Linked DNA regions of Mus musculus: region 1 is linked to region 2. Evidence: chromatin contacts called from public Hi-C data. All regions are on one chromosome and are shown on one strand. Each heading gives the region's core, a stretch centred on a gene start, on an enhancer-like site or on the middle of the called end of the contact. The rest is flanking DNA. Distances are from core to core; before and after follow the strand shown. Region 1 overlaps Fendrr (Foxf1 adjacent non-coding developmental regulatory RNA). Region 2 has its middle 51 kb from the start of Gm33579.

Evidence for each region. A called contact is a pair of places that touch in the nucleus more often than the background predicts.
Region 1: a contact with region 2 is called in a Hi-C map of cortical neurons, with 2.0 times the contacts expected there. The contact joins two enhancer-like sites. A contact is called at or near these places in 2 of 15 datasets of contacts at CTCF or cohesin (the NIH/3T3 cell line and large pre-B cells), 15 of 484 Hi-C or Micro-C datasets (the HL-1 cell line, cortical neurons, double positive thymocytes and 5 more) and 3 of 115 datasets of contacts at active chromatin or transcription factors (double positive thymocytes, embryonic stem cells and oligodendrocyte precursor cells).

What each region holds. Positions count from the first base shown.
Region 1 is chr8:121,056,696-121,062,954 of GRCm38.p6, forward strand. Fendrr (Foxf1 adjacent non-coding developmental regulatory RNA) reads right to left here. Exons shown (of 6, transcript NR_045471.2): 5 at 2,790-4,034. Among named protein-coding and RNA genes, the nearest start is that of Gm46071, 22 kb to the left of the region's middle. Within about 2 kb of position 2,621, at least 15 of the 459 cell types and tissues checked have an H3K27ac peak or open chromatin away from gene starts, as enhancers often do. A contact at or near this core is called in cortical neurons, where this site is marked.
Region 2 is chr8:120,969,779-120,976,408 of GRCm38.p6, forward strand. No RefSeq gene overlaps it. Among named protein-coding and RNA genes, the nearest start is that of Gm33579, 51 kb to the right of the region's middle. Within about 2 kb of position 2,518, at least 79 of the 459 cell types and tissues checked have an H3K27ac peak or open chromatin away from gene starts, as enhancers often do. A contact at or near this core is called in cortical neurons, where this site is marked.

The sequences.
Region 1 (6,259 bases), core at 1,371-3,870, 87 kb after region 2:
GCCACGCCTCCCAGCCTCCTTTGCTGGTAGCTGAGATTATGTGACCGCGCTATGGCTAATAAGATTAAGGTAAGAATTTGTTCATCTTATCCCCTAAACGCAGCAATCAGCTGACCAGAGTCCCCACCCTTCCTTCGAGGCAGTCCTCGTTCCTGCTGGCTGGAAATGTAGGCAATGCGTGGAACTTGAAGTAGCCATCTTGAACAAAGGTGTGTGAGGGCAGAGGGTAAGAGGGTGTCACACAGGAGAGAGCCACTGCCCTGGGGCCACCGGTGAAGCAGAGAGGAGTCCTCCTTCTCAAAGCTCCCGTTTGCTCTTTTGCCATTCTCACCTGGAGACCACTGCAACCCAGTGCAAGAGACTCTGGCTACACGGAGAGGGTGCCACCCTGTGGGAAGCTCTGGGCTACGAGGGGCCTGGCGGTTCCTGCTCTGCTCTATGAAACCGACCTGAGACACTCGTCCTGTGTCAAAGGGTGTGAGCCTCTGATAGGACGCGTGTCGTCCTGCACAGGACAGAGAAGCCACCTTCTGAGTGTGAAGACTGGTACAGCCCTGATCCCAGCTCCAACCCGGGGTGTACAGCACCTGTGGTGTACTCATTCCACAGCGCGCCTTGCACAGTGCTCATCACAGAGTGCGCACAGTGTGGTACTCATTCTACAGTACTTATCACATAGTACTCATCACAAAGTGCTCATCACACAGTGCTCATGTGGTGTTCACTGTTCAGTACTTATCACATAGTACTCATTGCACAGTGCTCATCACACAATGCTCATGGTGTGGTGCTCATTCTACAGTACTTATCACATTGTACTCATTGGCTCAAGCCTGGAAGCGTCCGGGTGCTCCTGGGTGTGCTAACTTGGTTCTCGGCTAGTTTTTGTGTTACAGTCAGGACTGAATGTCTAACCTCTGTGTGCATGATCCCAGCAGGCACCGGAGGCTGACAAATGCCCCAGTTACTCCAACATCCACAGAGGCTGCTGTGGGGAGACCCTCAACTGCAGACTTTGCAAAAGACAGCTTTGCCTAGCATTCCCAAACTGTGCAAAACAAACTCTTTTCCCATTTGGTTGGGGAGGCGTGGGGAGGGGAGTATCCTTTTATGGGAAACAGGCTCAGTCCTGTGTATGTTCCTCACATGAAAGCTACCCTGCCCTCACTTGTGGCCGCCTGACCACAAAACAAAATCTCTAATTAAAATCGGTTTGGTTGTGTGTATGTGTCTTTCAAAGAAAACCATGGAAATGATGTCTGTGAGTCAAGACCTGAGAGACGTTACTCTAGCTGCCTCTTCGTTTAGCCTGTCCCCTATGAGACACTGCATGGTTGGGAGGCAGAGCCACTGTGAGGCTGTGGCTGGAGAACCCCTCTGAGCATATTTGCCCTAGTCTTCACCAAGGGCAGGAGGACAAGGCAGAGGAGGATGCTTAAGGTATTCCCTATGGCAGGCCTAGGCCAGAGCTGGGGAAGGTCTGGCCCCACGTGGCTGGGAGGCCAGGGCCAGCCCAGATGCATCTGCTCATTACCCACACATGGCCAGGGGGGATGCGGAATCGGATGGCTTTTGGGAACTGTGTCTAGCCCAGGAATGAGCCTGCGGAGACCTGCGTGCCATCTAACATGTTAGCAAGATTAATGCTTAGCATTGTTTTTGGGAATCCTGTGGTTGGGCGTTCCGTGTCTTTTCCTCTGCCAAAAAAACTCGCTGCTCTCTTCACCCTTCACTCGCTGCAAAGGACAGCCAGGGCTGCACAGGACAGAGCCCTGCACTAGTGAGACCCAAAGCGCCAGGCTCTGCTCTCAGGCTTGCCCACCCTGAGCAGTGCTCTACTCCTGCTCTCAGAGACAGTTCCTTTTCATCACAGATCTTTTCAAGTCTGCAGCATGAACCTGGACTCTGGTGCAGCTGGCACCACCCAGCTCTCACTCCTTCCCAGCTGTGCTCTGATTCCTCCCCAGCTGTGCTCGGATAGCTACATAAGCCCAGGTGGGCATCTGGGCTGCTGGAGCCCCATGATCCAGGGGTGAGGGCAGAGTCCAACTGTGACAGGACACAGATGTACCAACCTGGGACAGGGAGTTAATTATACACGGTCAGTGATAGAATTTGCATTTTAATTTATGAGCAAAAGAGAGTCCAGAAGAATAAGAGTGGTTTCCTAGAAGAGCGGCTGAAGCAGATGCTGAGAGCTAGTCAAATGAGATGCAGCAGGGATTGTGTCGTCCACGTGAGCCCTGCACACCGTGCACGTGTTTCTGCAGCATATTAGCCGTCGTCTCACCGCTGTAACAAAAAGCACCTTAAAGAAGGAAGGGTTCGCGCTGGCTCACAGTGTGAGCGTGCACAGTCCGTCATGGCGGGGAGGCACAGTGGCAGGAACATGAAACAGCTGGTCACATGGCACCCACAGTCAGGAAGCAGAGAGGGGTGACTGCTGGTACTCCACTTGCTTGCTCCTTTTCATTCTGTCCAGGACCCCAGATCACGAAGAGATGGCACTGCCAACACGCAGGGTGGCTCTTCCCACTTCCGTGAACACACTCTAGAAGCTTCCTGACAGGCATACCCAGTGGCTGGTTTCCATGGTGACTCTGAGTCCCATACCCAGGTTTCCATGGTGACTCTCGGTACACATCCCAGTGATATACATGATGCATAACCGGATCTGTTCAGATCCCACCCTCAGCTGATGGAGTGAATGAGTGAGACAGACCAACAGACTCATGAGGCTGGCACATTCCCGAGCGTCATTTTGACATCAGGGAATTCAGAGTACTCACCCAGCAGCTGTAGATGCCTCCATTCAGCACAAGAGGCTGACACCAGGTCAGAGCTCTGGGTGGGCAGGCGGGTAGGGGAAGGAACATTGTCATCTGTCACACGCAGCTGAATAGCTGGTCCTCTGGCTGCAGGGGAGCTGCCTAGAAGATCTCAAGGTAGCTGGAAGTTAAGGAACAAAGCCAAAGCAAGCCCTGCTACCAGTGCCATAGAGGCATGGTGGTTGTGGGAGCCACCCGTTTTCTGACGGGATCTGAGGTCTGCTTCAGAGGAGGGAACACAAATCTAGTGCCATGCACCTAGTCAAAAGCTGTGGGTCCGGAGGTCATAGGCCCTAGGGGAGAAACTACCGGTTAAATGGACACGCTGTCAAATTGCCTTCTCAATATTTCTATTTATATCCATAAATTAGCATTGCTCAGGAAGCTGTTTCTTCCAGTGTAGTGGTTAGTGCTGGGACTCACGGCTTGATCAAAGTGCTAACAGTAAGTGACCGTGAGTGTTCACCCCTGATGGGACACCTATATCCACCTATCCCCTGTGAAGCTCAGGGGACATTATGGGAGAGGAAGCAGAAAGAACATCAAAGCTAGAGGCTGGGAGAGGGGAGTGAAATGCTGTCCTCTGGCCACGATGTGTGAGCATCGGATTCACGAACTCACAGCAGCTGTGGTGATTCACACACGATGGAGTCAGTCAATATCCAGCATGGACGGGAGAGGCTCATAAAATCCCATCCCTGGGTGAAGATCTACTTACAATGGATGCTTCCAAGGAAGGACGGCCGAGCTTCTCCAAAGGTATGGATGACTGCTGGTAGGTTGCCCAAGTCCCTGGGATGGCTCAATGCCCATGTGTGTTCAGGCAACACTCACTGGACTGGGTGTGGTTTTAAAGAAGAGGAGGAGGAGAAGGAAGAGGATGGAGGGGAGGGAGAAGAGAGGAGAGAGAAGAGATTTTGGGAAGACATGGGGGAGTAAGGGGTGTGGCGTAAAATATAATCAACAGACAGTACATGTGTACATGTATGGAACCATCAAAGAATATATATTCATTCCTTAAAAAGAAGGCAGACTCATTCACGGCTAACAGAAGCAGACATGGGAGAGCGCTCATCCCTGACCAGCAGCCGCAGAGAAGAGCATATTCTAATTAGCCTCATGTGGTCCACAAGATCCTTGGATAGAGGATTCCAGTTGAGGTACCATGTCAGCTAGGAGTGACTCTCAAGTGGGTGCTGTGGGCACCTGTGTTAGGGAAGAAAAGAAGGAAGCAAGTTAAACACAAGATCCAAGGGAGAGCAAAGATGAGAAAAGAGTAAGAGACCAGCAAGATGGCTCAGCAGGTACAGGAGCTTGGCGTCAAGGCTCATAATCTGGGTTCAGTCCCTGGAACCTGTATGGTGAAGGAACTAACTCCATAGAGAGGTCCTCTGATCGCTACACAAATGTGCTGGCAAACAAACAAACAAACAAACAAACAAACAAGCAAACAAGCAAACAAAAGTAAATGTAACAAAGAAAACATTAAAAACAAGGAAATAGGGAAAAAGCAGAAAATTAATGAAGACCCAAAGCAGTATCTTTGAAAGAGTTGATACAGGGGATGGATCTCTGTATCAAATGACCAAAAAGGAAACCGAAGGAAACAAAGTAACACACAAGTCACAGATACTGAGGACAAAGGAGGAGCCATCACTACAGACTTTACAGGTGTCTTTTTTAAATGATCTGCATAGCCTGGTGCTGGTGGTGAATGACTCTGGGCCCAGCACGTGCGGGACAGAGGCAAGTGAATCTCTATGAGTGTGGGGCCAGCCTGGACTACAGAGTGAGTTCCAGGACAGCCAAGACTACACAGAGAAACCCTGTCTTGAAAACAAAACAAAACAAAACTAAAACAAACAAACAAAAACTTGATCTGAAAAACACAGGAGCCGGGTCATGTTAATAAATTCACTGAGTTAAAATGTAGAAACTACACACACACACACACACACACACACACACACACACACACACAAATGCACCTGTCTAAGTAGCAAGACTATTTCAACAGCTGAGTCCACCATCTTCCTTGACTTTCAGGTCTTAGGCAAGCCTCGGTCCCAACACCCATACCTACTAGGTGACAAACGCAGCCTATGCACACTGGGCTCTTGGCAGACACCCCTATAATGCACCCCCTTTCCATATTTACCTCACAGAGTGAAGAAGACAGCAGGAGCCTGATCAGGGAAATGAACTCTCTTCCAAAGCCACACAGCTGTATCAGGGCAGGCCGTCAAGCTTTGAGAGTCCCCGGGCAGCATATGCTTTTAGCCACCAAAGTCTATAATCTCCTTCCCTCTCCTAAATAGGAATTCTAGCTAGCCAGCCGGACCTACCCAGTAATACAGCCTTATGGGACCCAGCAAAAGGCACAGGTCAGATAGGCTAGGTGATTCACTCGTGGCAACACAGCCAGGATCTGCATATGTGTCCTTGTAATAAACTATCAAGTTGTCCAAGATAGACAAGGGACCCAGTGCTAGCCACCCTGTCTGCCTCCTCCTGGTCCTGTCCTGGGGATCACAGGGTTTATGGAGGGGTAGTGCTAACCCTGATGCTGAGATTCCTTGAGAGATAAAAAGAAATACATTGTTGTAGATGAGAAAGGCAGCACCTGCTAGCCCTGCCCCGCCCGCTGGTTCCCAGCAAGTCTCACTCCAACAACAGGAGCCACCGAAGGTGGCAGCTATCATTCTGTTACGGTTAATCCCAAAAAGCAGCTCAGAGAATTGCATTAGCTTGCCTGAGGCATATAGCCATAATGGAACAATTCTATTTAAAAAAAAAAATGCTCTGGGGAGCTCTGAAATTCCTATCAAAAATCCAGCCAAAGTCCCTTCATGTTCTTTCCTGTCCCTTCTGGATGGCTGGATGGCTTCTGTAGCCTTATGGGTAGACCTTGAAGGGACTCCACCACTCTGAGCCAGTCCCCAGGCAGCCTGTGCTCCAGAGGGAATATTCTGTACACACACACACACACACAAACACACACACACACCACACACACACACACACACACACACACACACACACACACACACAGAGAGAGAGAGAGAGAGAGAGCAAGAGAGAGAGCTTGAGTGGTTTGGATATTTGGAATAATTTCTGTTCACTAGTGGAGCCAAATAGGGCCAGATGGCAGGGATGCCTGTTGTAAAATGCACTTTTCTTGGGTGGTGAAGCACAGAATGTCAGTCACTGCACTTTGAGGACATCCTCTTCTCTCCCTCCCTCTGTCTTTCCTTCCCAGAAGCCACCATCTTGCCAAGGCTGCAGGGAAGGCTGCCTTCCTCCTGGTCTGGGAACCATTTTGTGTGGGAAACGGAAGCAGCATTTTTGATGAAGGAACGGGACGGAGTAATCGCCAAGCGCGCACAAAATCATTTTCTGTGCTGGGAGCAGCCAGCACGCAGCTTAATTAC
Region 2 (6,630 bases), core at 1,268-3,767:
TTCTCAATCATGGGTAGGCATTACACATAGGAAAGTAAAACAGACTGGACGATGCCAAACCCTGACCTTCCTTCAGTGATACAGGGCTCACAGATGCCACCCCAGCCCCCCATTGACTCAATCCCTGCAGTCCTGGCCCCATATTGGCAGCCTCTGCTTTAGCTGCAAACTTGAGGTCCTTCTGCCACAGGACCTTTGCACATGCTGCACCCAATGTGACTAAACTTCCCCAGTTGTCTCTCACTCTTCTTTTCTCCTTGTGTCATTCTCTGATCTCTTCCCACCCTTCATGGGGTAAAGTGTGATTCCTGGACAAGCTGGCAGATCTAGGTCACCTCACACCAGGAACACCTCACACCAGGAACACCTCCTCCCTCTGCACTCTGGGTATGACACACAAGAACTGCCCTAAGGCTCCCCCCTCCCCACCAGGCCCTCCCCACTTGCCATGTGTGAACAAACCCCTGTGCTGCCAAGAACCTCTGAGCAGGGGCAAGGTTGGGGGACTTGGGCAGTGGAGACTTCAAGCTCTTTCTCCAAGAAGCCGCTTCCTGGGGTCCTGCCCCAGGCACAGGCTTCTCGGTCATAATACTAGATGAGATGCCTCCGGGACACAGATGAGACAGAGAGAGCTGGTGCACAGGGCCGTAAACCGCAGGGTCAGCTGCTCCTGACTCTGGGGTGGATGGTACACCCTGACCAGCCCCAGACCTCAGCAGGAAGTTCCTTCCCTTCAGGCCCACAGCTGCAGCCACAGGCATGCACATCTCACCACCAGGGGGCGCAGAGGAGCCCCCATCTCTGCATAAGGTGAGCTCCAGGTAGGTCAGCAAACCCTTGGGTTTCATCTGAGACACAAGAAAACCTTGTGTTTTGCAGACCCAGAGAGCCCCTCAGGACCAGCCTGGGAAGGTCATGTGTGTTTAAAAATCCCTTGGTTGGTTCTGGCAGGAAGGAGTCCTCAGACCTCTGGGAATCTTGGAACCACAGGATCCCGAGATTTAACATAGAAACTATGGAAAGAAATCCCACACCACCACCACTCAGAGAGGTGAGAGCTGGCCAGATAGCTCAGTGGTTAAGAGCATGCGCTACTCTTTGCAGAGGACCAGGTTTCAGTTCCCAGCACACACAGTGAGGCAGCACACAGCCACCAGTAACTCCAGCTTCAAGGCACCTGACACCCTCTTCTGGCCTCCACACAAATATACACATGTACACACACACACACACACACTACACATACACCACACACCCTCACACACACACCACACAACTCAAAAAGAAAACTAAGAACGGAGGGGGAAGAAAGCAGCAGCACCCCTGGCTCTTGTGGCATGCACTCCTCTATGGCCAGGGCTCAAGAACAGAAGGATGGCTGGGCTTGCCTGTCACCACAACACTGAGAGAGATAATGAGGGCAGAGATGGGCAGGTGCCAGTGTACTTTCTCTGTGAATACCAAGAGCACCATTTTTACTAAAGAGTTTCTTGAGGCAGACTATGGTCTCATGTAGCCCAGGCTGGCCTTGAATGCCTGTTCATCCAAGAATGGCTTTGAACTTCTAATCTTCCTGGTTCTGCATGTTGAGTGCTGGTGTTTCCTAGGTGTGGCACCACACCCAGTTTATATGATAATAGTGTGAACCTTGGGGCTTCCTGCACTCTGAGCAAGAACTCTGCCAACTGAGCTACATCCCTAGCCCAGGGGGAAAGTTAATTTAATATTAATAAATACAGGTAGCCCCACATAGCAGGGAAGTGGTGTGAACTGGGGCACACCACTTCTGCTAAAAAGATAAGTGATTGACAACTGATAGACATTGCTGGGGATACTAGATTCAATTAGGAACCTGTCAGTATGTAGCAGGGGCTAGCCTTGGCAAACTGCCAGTTTAAAGACTCATCTTCACATGTGGTGGTGTGTTCGGGAGGGGCAGAGAGATGACTTGAGGAGGATTGTGTCCTCCGCTGACAGTCTGTAGTTGAAACTGCTTCAAATAGTTGATTGACAAAGGGAGACAAAGGGAGCAGCTAACCCCACCCCATCCCCCCATTTTACAGACAGGAATGCTGAATCTCGGGGACTGGAGCTGAGAGAGGTGAAGTGAGTCACGCAAGGTCACACAGCTCTTCTGTGGCAGAGCTGAGGCTGGATTCATGTTCACGAGTGTTTCCTGTGTGTGACGCACCCAGCCCCCACAGTGAGCCTGGGAAGAAAGGTTCTGGCTGGGCTCGTGGGCAGTTCTGAGAGGGGCGGCCCGAGATGACCCTCCCGAGGAGGACCGAGAGGACACTTGTTCCAGATTTGCTCAACCAGAAAGCTAACGTGCACACACAGCTGGTGGCCTCTGCGTCCTGGCCAAGTTCATCCTGACATAAGACAACTCACAAGCGTGCTCCGTGGGGACCGACTGTTACCACGGTGCCATTCAGCACGGTTTACGATTTTCCTGGAGCCTCTCGGCCGCCGCCGATGCCAGAGCGCGAGCCAGAAAAAGAACATTCCTGGGTGACGCAAATGCAGCCGGGGCCGCTACAGGGGCATGCCCTTTTCCTGCCCCGGGAAGGGTGGGGTGCGGGGACCAGAGCCATCCGCCATCCAAATACAGAAAGAGATGAGTGGACCTGGTGTCTCAGCGTCCAATGCCCCGGGAGGTTCCAAAGCCCCCAAGTACCGGTGACTTCATCCACTCCATGGCCATTCCGGAGAGGACGCAGGCGCAGTCTCAGGAGTGAGACCCCCCTCGGGGCACAGGACGGCCAGGACACTCGCTGCCTTATTTTATTTCCAGATAAAGTTATTTTTGTGGAGCTGGGCCTGCCAGCGAAGGAGGAGATAAGATCGGGCTGCCTTACTCTGCCAGATGGCTGCGGGGATGCAAGCAGCGGGGCTGAGGGGACAGGGCAGCCCTGAATCCAGGCAGCGATGTGGTCCTGGTCAGAGGGAAAGCCCAGAGAACCAGGAGACCCAGAGCGAGGGAACTGTGTGTCCCTAGCTGCCAGCCCCACCCCCCCACCCCCCCCCCGGATTTGGCCACAGAAGCCACGCGACTTTAAAATCATCGAAACAGAAAAGCAAGACTGTCTCCCTCAGCTTTTCACGGGGTGGGGTGGGGGGAGGGGGTCTTGTTGTTGTTTGTTTGTTTTATTTGGAGGGACTTGTGGATAAGAGCACGAACATGACCTGGCGCATGTATGCAGGTCAGAGGACAATCATAGAGTCCATTTTCTCCTTTTACCATGGCCTCAGGAATTGAACAGGTCCAGTGGTCAGGCTTGGGGACAAGCGGAGCCCACTTGCTGGCAAAGATGTCCCCACCAAAGGCAAGGTCCTGTCCTCTCACTCAGCGCAGAGGTGGATCTGGGAGCCTGTGCCCAGCAAGCTGTTGGTTCAGTTTGGTCCCTGGAACCCACATACAAGTGGAAGGAGAGGATTAACCCCGCCCCCAAAGCTGTCCTCCGCCCTCCGTGTGAGCACTGAGCTGTGGCGTATTGTATTTGACATAATAATCAATACATTAAAGAATAAGGCTGGTGCCCCCTCCCTCTCTCCCTGGCCTCTTCCTCCTTGCTCTGCCTCCTGTGTGAGGAAGACAAGCACTTAAGAGATGCTGAGGTCATGAAACACAAACGTGTTCACACCCACCAGCCCCTCCCTCTGTCAACTCAGTCTCCATCCCTGAGCTGGATCGCCCCATTTCACCCTGCTTTACCTTGAGGGTGGCTTTGGAATTTCTTTTCTGTTTCCTTAGGGGTAGTAGGGACACACCAACACATGCATCTTATCCTAAGCCAGGGCTCTTTCATGGTGTTGCGTGGGGGCTTTCTACTCCCCTCTCCTCCCAGTCTGTGTGGAGCACCACTCCCTGCTCCCAGCCAGTGGAGAGCACCACTCCCTCCTCCCAGCCTCTGGGGAGCACCACTCCCTCCTCCCAGCCTGTGGAGAACACCACTCCCTTCTCCCAGCCTGTGGGGAGCATCACTCCCTCCTCCTAGCCTGTAGGAGCACCACTCTCTCCTCCCAACCTGTGGAGAACACCACTCCCTCCTCCCAGCCTCTGTGGAGCACCACTCCCTTCTCCCAGCCTGTGGGGAGCACCACTCCCTTCTCCCAGCCTGTGGGGAGCATCACTCTCTCCTCCCAGCCTGTGGGGAGCATCACTCCCTCCTCCCAGCCTCGGTGGAGAACACCATTCCCTCCTCCCAGCCTCTGTGGAGCACTGCTCCCTCCTCCCAGCCTGTGAGGACCTCCACTCCCTCCTTCCAGCCTGTGTGGAGCACCACCCCCTCCTCCCAGTCTGTGGGGAGCATCACTCTGTCCTGTTAGCCTATGGGAACCTCCACTCCCTCCTCCCAGCCCCTGCTGACCATCACTCTCTCTACCTCTGTGAATACCTCACAGACATGGCTTTACAGACTATTCATCCATTTGTGACCAGTGTAGCCAACACAGCACAGAGTGTTCAGGGTTCTTTCATGTTGAAGCATGTGTGGCTGGATAATATTCCCTTGTGTGGCTATTCCCTCCTTTTGTTTGTATTTACCTGTGGATAGACACCCGAGACAGCCACCTTTTGCCTCTTATGGGCACAGCTGCTCTTACATACATAAGAGCCTTTTGCGTTGGTTTATCTGGACTCTCTTCAAGCCAAGAAGTCTCAGCTAACTCTGACACCATGACACCCCCGTGTTTTCTTGTAAGGGGTCTCATAGCTTGAGGTCTGTGTTCAGTTCTCACGCTGTGTCTTTGGTGCAGTCAGAGAGCCTGCTTCTGTGTGGTGTGAGCTAACGGGTCAGCTTCCTGTTGGCCCGTCCTGATACGGGTTCCGGCACTGTGGGTTTCCCCTAGAAGTTCTGGGTTCCCCTGCCTGCAGACTCTACTTGGAGATGTCTGCGGGGTGTTTCTGAATACTCAGTTCTACTCTGTCCATCTGTCTGTCTCTTTATGTCACCCAGGCTTTGATGACTCTGGCCTTGGCTGCCAGTTTTAATCAGGCTGTGGGATGTTTAATCCCTACCTCAGTTTTACATTTAAAAACTTCATTTTTTTTATGTGTAGGATTGCCCACATGTATGTGTGTGCACCATGCATGTGCGTGCAATGCCCTTAGAGGCCAGAAGAAGGTGAGGTGGATAGCAGGGAAGAAAAAGAAGAAATGAGAAGGGACAGCCAGCCAGGCTTGGATTGGGACAGAGAAGGGACTGGGTGGAGGCTCTCAAGGACCATGTGGTCATGGGTCAGGAGAGACACAGGGAGCTCAGCTCAGCTCAGCAAAGACCTCACTTGGGGTAACCAATCCCCTTTACTGGGGACTTAGGGAGGCCATGCTACAGAACAGGACACTGAGGCTTACCAGGGAGAGAAACGTAAAGGTCCTCGCTGAGCCAAGGTGGCTCCCGGCCTCTGTGTGTGTGGGTGTGCGTGTCTGTCTGTTTGTCTGTCTGTCTGGTTGCCATAGGCCCCAGTGTTGTACACAACTGAATCTTTCCATTCTCCCAAGGGGCTGGTGAGAGCTGCAGGCATCAGGCTTCAGCTTGACAGTCACACCAGTCAAGACATGTATATTTCTTGCCAGTCCCTGGATGCTAGGGACGGCGGAGTCCAGGGACCACCTATTGAAAACCTTGGTTTGCAGAATAACCCCCTCCTATCTCTTCCCTGAAGTGGGGTCTCACCCTGTGCCCCGCCAAAGTAAGCACCCTGCTCCCCAATCCCAGGCTGACTCTGGACCAACATGTCTGAACTTCCTAGAAAGCCTGAGTGTGCTCTGGTGTCTCAGAGACAAGGAGAGGGGAGGGACACTCCAGCCCCCTGGGAAGCTGTGGCCCAGTCACCAGGACCCAGGTGGAGTCCGACTTTCCAAAGCCTTCTCCTTTCTCATTTGGTGCTGATCTCAATAATGGCGTCCACTCCTGTGGACATACCCCTCTCTTCCCCTATAGAATAGAATACCACCAAGACAGTCCCTAGAATGTGGGCTGCAAACCAGGTATGATGACCTAAAATCCCAGCACTTGGGAGGCCAAGACAGGAGGGTCAGAAGTTCAGGGCCATCCTTGGCTAGATAGCCTGGGCTACGCCATATAGCTGAGACTACATTTCAATAAAACTGACCACTACATTGGAAGAGTCTCTGAAGGTTTCTACTCATACAGAAGACAGAAGCATGCAGTGACCCCGCCCCCCAGACAGGCTGCCTATTGCCAGGGCCCTTGTGCCAGTTAGCCAATGCCACAGTTTGATAAGGACAGAGCTAGATCACTCTGTGTGCTGTGTGTGTTTCTTCTTCCCATTAGAGAAGTGGACCCAGCACCAGCAGCCATTCGCAATGTAGTGTAATGTACACTGTCTGCGCCTATAGAAAGCACCAGTGAATGTGGTCGGTATTTAGTGATTCACATTTATTTCAGGTTCTCCTCCTCCTCTTCTTCCTCTTCCTCCTCCTCCTCCTCCTTCTCCACCACCACCACCACCACCATCATCATCATCATTATTATTGAGACATGGTTTCTCTGTGTAGCCCTGGCTGGCCTGGAACTTGCTTTGCAGACCAGGCTGGCCTCAAACTCACAGAGATCCACCTGCCTCTGCCTCACTAGCACTGGGATTAAAGGCCTGTGCCACGGT